Regions from separate parts of the Mus musculus genome. Here region 1 is linked to region 2. Evidence: chromatin contacts called from public targeted proximity ligation data. All regions are on one chromosome and are shown on one strand. The core of a region is the stretch at or near the end of the contact, and the rest is flanking DNA. Distances in the headings are between cores, read along the strand shown.

The links.
Region 1: a contact with region 2 is called in a targeted proximity ligation map of CD8 T cells, with 7 read pairs. A contact is called at or near these places in 2 of 39 promoter capture datasets (3T3-L1-derived adipocytes and hematopoietic stem and progenitor cells), 2 of 484 Hi-C or Micro-C datasets (embryonic stem cells and liver), 4 of 130 datasets of targeted methods (CD8 T cells, the NIH/3T3 cell line and embryonic stem cells) and 2 of 9 other capture datasets (adipose tissue and liver).

Annotation. Positions count from the first base shown.
Region 1 is chr19:32,617,827-32,621,602 of GRCm38.p6, forward strand. Papss2 (3'-phosphoadenosine 5'-phosphosulfate synthase 2) reads left to right here and starts at 2,179. Exons shown (of 13, transcript NM_011864.3): 1 at 2,179-2,360. The coding sequence starts at 2,328.
Region 2 is chr19:32,573,572-32,577,253 of GRCm38.p6, forward strand. No RefSeq gene overlaps it. Among named protein-coding and RNA genes, the nearest start is that of Gm36419, 32 kb to the left of the region's middle.

The DNA of each region.
Region 1 (3,776 bases), core at 929-3,428, 45 kb after region 2:
ATCAGTGAAGATTGAAGCCAGAGTACTGGGTTAATCCTGTTTGAGTGTGTTGTTGTTGCTATCATTAATACTCTAGTCTTCACCCCGAGGAGCCGGATTTGTGTCTGGATTTAGAGGAGTGTGGCTGTAAAAAGTTTCCTATTGCCTGTATGTCTGAGAGCAGTAATGTAATGTGTCCATTAAGTTGTTAGACAGTAGGATAGACCATGCTGGCATTGCGGTTGTAGCCTCAATGATAAGCCACATTTTTCAGGTTAGAGTCAAGCCTCCTAAGACTGCCCCAGAATCTCAAGGGAGTACTTGTCACGTACCCGTGGCAGGTCTCGTTCACAGTCTAATACAGTCAGATACTCGGTGTGTCTGTCATGGTTTGAACTCTGTGGATTATTTGCTTCGGCTGTTCATGAGGTATAAGATGAATGGAATCTTACAGTATATGATCTGTGACTATCTTATTGTAGTGACGTATTTGTAAGATCTGTCCTTAACAGATGTGTCCTTTGGTTACTGTCACTGCTGTATAGGATTCCATTGCATAGTCATCATGGTTTATCTCCATGGTTTTTTTGTTGATTGACAGTTGGGTGCTTGCTGTTTCCATCATTTCTGCTTGTTTCTTTGTTTTGATTTGTGTGGTTGGTTTTGCGTTATTTCACCAAGTCTCACTCTGTCAATCACACTGGCCTCAAACTCATAGCAATCCTTCTGCCTCAGCTTCCTGGGTGTTAAGATTAGAGGCATGAACTAAAAGGATTCAAGTATGAGGTTTTGGTAGCTCAATGAAGAAAGAAATCTAGCTTCCACAAACTCATATCTAACCTTGGGTCTTAGTTAGGGTTTACTGCTGTGAACAGACACCATGACCAAGGCACTTCTTATAAGGACATTTGATTCAGGCTGGCTTATAGGTTCAAAGGTTTAGTCTATTATCAAGGCAGAAATATGGTAGCATCCAGGAAGGCACAGTGCAGGAGGAGCTGAGAGTTCTATGTCTTCATCTGAAGGCAGCTAGCAGAATACTGGCTTCCAGGCAGCTAGGATGAGGGTCTTAAAGCCCACACCCACAGTGACACACCCACTCCAACAGGGTCACACCTTCTAAAAGGAACGAGCATATACAATCACAGTTGTCACTAAAGCCTTGTCCTGGAGTCATGTTTTCTGTTTAAAGGTTCCCAAATGGCTCCATTTGTTTAACCAATATTTCTAAATCCCCAGAAATCCTTTGCAGACTCAGGCAGGGTTTCCCATTTTCAAAGCATAGCTGAAAGTTGAACTGGCAGGAGACGAGCATGTCTTTAGGCCATGGCATCTTTGCTCTTTCTGTCTGGTTCCATCTTTACCACAGGCGAATGAAGAAACCTAAGGACATTTTGTCTTGTTTCAGTTTGTTCTCTTGATTGAGGAATCTCCTCGACCCATGTGGCACCTTCATTTTAATGTTTTTAGGAAAAGAAATGCCAAGTTCATATTTTGTTTTGTTTTGCTTTGTCTATAAAATCTTCAGAAAAGCACGGGTTGTTGGTTTTTTTTTTTTTCTCTGTGTTTTGTCATCCAGAGACACTCAGATGGGGACATCAAGAAGTCTCTGGGATATAAGCGAAGAGCTATGAACATGTCACCATCTGTCCATTTACCATATGATATGAGGTTCTCTGCTCTTGTGTCTTTCCTTGGGCATTTCAGGAAGTTTTTTAATTCTACCAATGTCCTGTTGGCTTGGTATAATGACAAGAACTCATGGGGCACTGCCTCTGCCTGTCAGGAGCCCACACCTTATCCCATCAAAACTACATGCTGGGTAGGCACCCAGAGGACATCATGGTCCGTACTTCCTGAGCTAGAAAATAAGGAATAATTTATTCCTTTATAGATTCCAGTATAGATTTAAAAAAATTAATAACAGAGGTGATTAGGTATATATGTGTAGGTATGTTTTAGTTATTGTTTTTCTCCAAGCAGTTTATTAAAGTGTGCAGGCTGACCTCCGTAGATCATTGGCCTTTCCTTCCACACTAGAATTTGTGAGTTGTGCCAGCCAGAAGAGGAATGGCAGGGTTCCAAAAAAAAAAAAAAAAAAAAAAAGAGTCCTTGCTCATTGGTTGATAGAGGGGGAGGGTGCTGCAGTAGAAAGTCTGAATTCAGGGTTCTGGAGTGTGAGGTTGCCTTCTCTTCCCCATTCCCATTCACACCCACCTCACAGACCTTCACAGACTCTGCAGCTCATTCATTCACCCCAATGGCCAGCAAAGCCAGTTTGTAACCGAGTATTCTCAACATCAGATATCATGTCTTGGAGGAAGTTACCTAAACTCTGAAGAATTATCATGTCTGCAAATTTCAAAATGAACCATAAAAGAGTAAGTAAGCCCTTGAAATCTGGCAACTTTATCCAGGTGTCTGACGTTTTGCTGCTATGGTCTCAACAGTTTTTGTTGCAGACTTCCTGCTGGTATAGTAGAAAGCTTCAGCAGTGGCCTTACTGGTTGTGTGTCTGGGCTGCCTTCTGACACTCCAAATTATTACAATTCTTAGTAAATAGCTGGTGCTTAATAATTTTTATTTTTTAATTTTAAAGGGATAAAGTAGCTTAAAAATAGTATGATTCTATAACCAAGGTATAAACACAAAGTTATATATACGAAAAGGTAATGTAACTGGTGGTATATTTAGGTTTGTAACTGGTTAGTTTACTTAATAAAACAAGATCATGTAAGTAAACAATTTAATTACCAAACAGGTCATTCCTACTTCAGTAAGAAGTGAATAGCCAGGATTAAATAGTGGTTAAATAATAGTAGTCTTATCACAATTAATTTAGATTCCTCTCTGAAGTTTAAATTTTGTTTAATATTATTTATTTGATATAACACACTAATTTTTACAGCAGCTTAATTGAAATATAATTATTATACAAATGTTTGATATTAGATGTGTTTCTTTTGCTGAGTTTGGACATATATAAATCACCTGTCTCAGGTTTTTAGCCATAAACTGTATTCAAATCTACAACTAAACACACTTTAAAATATTTCTTAGCCTGGAGAAACATCTCAGAGGTTCAGGTCCTGGATTCTGTCCCCAGCATCCACATGTGAGCTTACAACTGTCTGTAACTCCAGTTCCAGGTCATCTGACACTCTCTTCAGGCCTGTGTGTTGCGGGAAATATTAAAAAACGACCGGCTCGCCCCAGCTGCCTGGTTGGCCATGCACTGGCAGGCAATGGCCGACCTGTTTTATTTCGTGGAGACTCTCTGGCCTTGAGCTCCCAAAACATTCCACCCAGCTCGCTAAGTTTCTACTGGCTGGTCGTTACCACGCCAGCCCCACGCTTCAACTCTCCCTCCCCGCCCCCCCTCCCCACGACCTTTGTGGTACACATCAGGTGCAGACCCACTCTTTGCTACTCTTTGAACCCAGATGAGCCACCACATGAAGGAAACCGCCAACACAAACTAAGTTCAGGAACAATGGTAACTTAACTCTGGACGCAACAACTGAAACCTAATCTTGTAAGCCTTATTATAATCCGATTCCTCCAGTGGTGAATCCTTGTGGATCCTCCATGATAATGGGAAACTCTAGCAGTTACATCTCACCCTGATGTTGTCCCCATTCCAAAAAGGAACTATCTCCTGCCTTTTTCCTTCCGCCCTCCAACCCAGAAGTCCCTCCTACTTGCCCAGTGATTGGCTCCTTTATTCATTAGGGGATTGGTTCACAAGAACTGCACCAGGCCCGTCCACAGCACACAGACACCAGGCATATACATGG
Region 2 (3,682 bases), core at 305-2,804:
ACCACCTCAGTCAACCAAGCAGCTTAGATTTGGGTGTTTGGGCATAACGAGCACATGTTGAGAAGCCTTTGACGAGGATTTACAGGACACATAAATAGTTTATGCATCTCACAGAGGAGAACCGGCATGTGCACACCTAACTTGCAAGAATCCTACATGAGTGCTTAAAACAAAAGAGGAAGAGTTAAAGTGTTGTGAGCTTGCCCTACGAGTCACCGGATGAGCCTGGGATGAACAGCAGATACAGCCAAACGTGAGAGCAACCTCCCTTGTGGACTGAAACCTTCAGCAAGACTGGAAAAGTGATGGCAAAGGTCTGACTGCCTAAACTTTATTTCTGCCAGAGGTGTGAGAGTGTTCATAGAAGAAGGCAATGGGGATAATGAACAAGGGAGCGGCATCCAAGGAAACCCTGTTTAGCATTGTCTGCATCAAACTGCACACTTGGAATGTACTTGCCTTTGAACTTGAAGAATTTTCAAGGTTACGATTGACAGTGCATGAATTCCACCCTTAGAAACCAGCCTTTACCATGATCCCCATTATACTCCAGTGAACTCCTCTCTATCTCACCAGAGCTTGCCTGACGCTCACAGCAGTAAAGTGAATGGCAGGATTCATAAGCTGCAAGTCAACAGCCAGTGTGGAGTTCAAAGCTATGAAGTTGGCACGGCCTCAGTGCTTAACCAACTCACTTCATGGCTTCCTCATTCACAGCCCTGCTACCTATATATCTAGGAACATGAGATAGGACTGGGTGGCTGATGGACATCTTTAACCAAGACTCTGGTATGTCCCAGAACTTTCAGAGATCAAGGCCACCCATATCGGTAGATTAACATTTGGTGGTTTTCAAAGGCCCTGAGCTCCACAATTTCCTTGTTTCTCTCCTCAGATCTTTCACCTGATATTCTGTGAATGACCCTCATCCTGAGTTATAGCCCTGAAATAAAGCCCCAAAGGCTCAGTGGTATCTTGAATATATAAACCCTCTTAGATCTAAGACCAATCCATCTGCAATGAACTTTGAATTCCTGGGGTCTTTATTGAAGTCATGAACTCGGAAAACTAAGATGTTAATAATGCCAAGATCACATGCTTTACAAACCCCGTTTACCACTTCCTGGAGGTTGTAAACTGTGGTGAGGTATGGGTGGCATCGCTACAGCTTTTCCCACAAGAGGAAAACTTGAAACAGGTAAGAAATAGTGACAGAAAGCTCTCCCAAGAATCAGTACCAATGGCCAAGGAGCACACAAGAAGATACTTAACCTTGATAATCAGGAGGGGGAAAAAATCAAAGGGAAAACCCCCACAAGATACCACGTCACAATCACTGGGAGATTCATAATTTTTTTAAAGGCCAACAGTGATGAGTATGACCACAGAGAATTGGAATCTTCCTACACTGGTTGATGGGGTCGTCAACTTGTTCAACATCCTTGAGAAACAGCTTGGCAGTCCTTTAAATGGTTAAACACAGATGGTGTGCTCCCCCAGTGGTCTGACTCTCAGGAAACATACCTCAGGTGTGAGAGAATGCCTGTGGTTGGATGTCTATGAAAACATAAATCATCAAAGACTTCAAAACTGATCTGTTTTGCACAGTTGCCTAAGCTCCTCCTTCGCTTATGCAGAATTACTTTTCCATAAATGATTGCAAGCTGGTGATCATTTTATTCTGCTTAAAATGTTTAAAATGGACTGCCTGTATAGAGGCTGGGTCAAAGCCACGATGCGCATGGACTGAGAAGCCGGACTCTGCATTTAAATCTTGGGGTGTCCTTCACTTAGTTCCTTCACCTCTCTGTACCTCATTCTCCTCCTTCATAAAGTGGAACAGCAACATAGCCTGCAGAGTGCTTAAACCCACTAAGAAATATAAAGCACACATAACCCCAGGGTTCTGCAGCTAGCTTCATTGCCTGAATTTGCCAACTCTGCACTAGGTCCAGAACAGCAAATCCTAAGAACTCACTGTCGAGAGGTTGGGAATTTGTATCAGTAAAAGAACAGAAGCACTGGAGACTTGGTGAGCTCCTTTAGAGCTTTTTCAACATGTCATGGAGCACTGACACTTCAGGATAGAATATCTGACTGTTATAGACGCTGTATATCTCCTTCAGTCTATAAAGTTTATTCTTACTAAACATGGGTGGAGGCAACAGATTATGCTGGAAGCTTGTGGTACAAGTGTCACGGGAGTGGCCAGATATTTTCTGATTGGACTTAAGATCTGCTGCACACAGAAAAGGCCAAGAACCTGTGGCTATACATACGAGGGGGAGAACCTCTTATTATTATTATTCTGCTAAATGGAAATGAAGTGACTCCTAATGACTTATTGTAGCCAGACCCTTTCCGAGTCACTTGGTAAATAGGCCTAAGTAACACACCCAAGTGAGGGATGTGTTGTCTCCAGAATCCAAATAGACCCACTAAACGTTGTGCTTCTTTCTTGGTTGTAGGAGGGGCCAGGTGCAATAACTTATCTTTCACCTTAGAAGGAATATCTCTGCATGCCCCACACCACTGGACTCCTAAGAATTTCACTGAGGTAGATGGTCCTTGAATTTTGGTTGGATTTATTTCCCATCCTCTGATACGCATATGTGTTACCAATGAGTCCAAAGTGGTTGCTACTTCCTGCTCACTTGGTCCAATCAGCATAATGTCATCAATATAGTGCACCAATGTGATGTTTTGTGGAAGATCCAAACGATCAAGATCCCTTCTAACTAAATTATGACACAGGGCAGGAGAGTTAATATATCCTTGAGGCAAAACTGTGAAGGTATACTGTTGGCCTTGCCAACTGAAAGCAAATTGCTTCTGGTGGTCCTTATGGACAGGTACTGAGAAGAAGGCTAGTGTATCTCTCAGCCTTTGACAGCGAAGCATCTTTTAGTCGATGGCAGTTAACACACACAGACCCATAACTGGTTAACTAGGAGGCTGCAGAGTGCTCAGTCCCAATTGGAATATCCAGATCTTACTCTTCTATGCAAGACTCAGGGATTTCCACAGAAAAGGGGCTCGACAGGTTGGAAGAGCCAGAGGTCGCTCATGTGACCTCACAGTGGTTAGAATAGCTGCACAGACCTGTGTAAACTCAAGCCAGAGAAAATCCCAGTATAGAGCAGGAAAGCTGGTAAGAAGTCCTACCTGGAGATGAGGGGCTATTGGTAATTGCTAGCTTCTGGGAGCCAGAGTAAGTGTTTTTTAAGTTGACCTGGTGAGTCAACTATGCTCCAGGCTAGACCTCAAACCCAAGAGTATTTGAGCAACACAAATTACTATTTTTTTTCAACACAGGATACAGAAGTGAGGAGGGAGGTGGGCGCAAATCACAAGATACATGTATGAAATTCTCGATAAACTAATAAATTTATTTTTAAAAAAAAGCACAAATAACTGTGGCTCATAGCCCTGAAAAATGTGAATGTGGTGATCCTTCCAGAAGAAAAAAGAAAGAAAAGGTCTATGTTCTCATTCGAAGCATTTGCTATCTGGATATCCTCAGAGATCGTGCAAATAAAATTGCAAGCAATGCAGGTATGGCAGAGTGAAGATAATAACAGTCTTCTCAAGAGACAGAGGGAAGTTACTGGTTGAGCTTTTAATGGAGTGGAGGTTGTTCTTGGTCTAGTGAAGTTACTGATTTGGTGGACTGTTCATCATT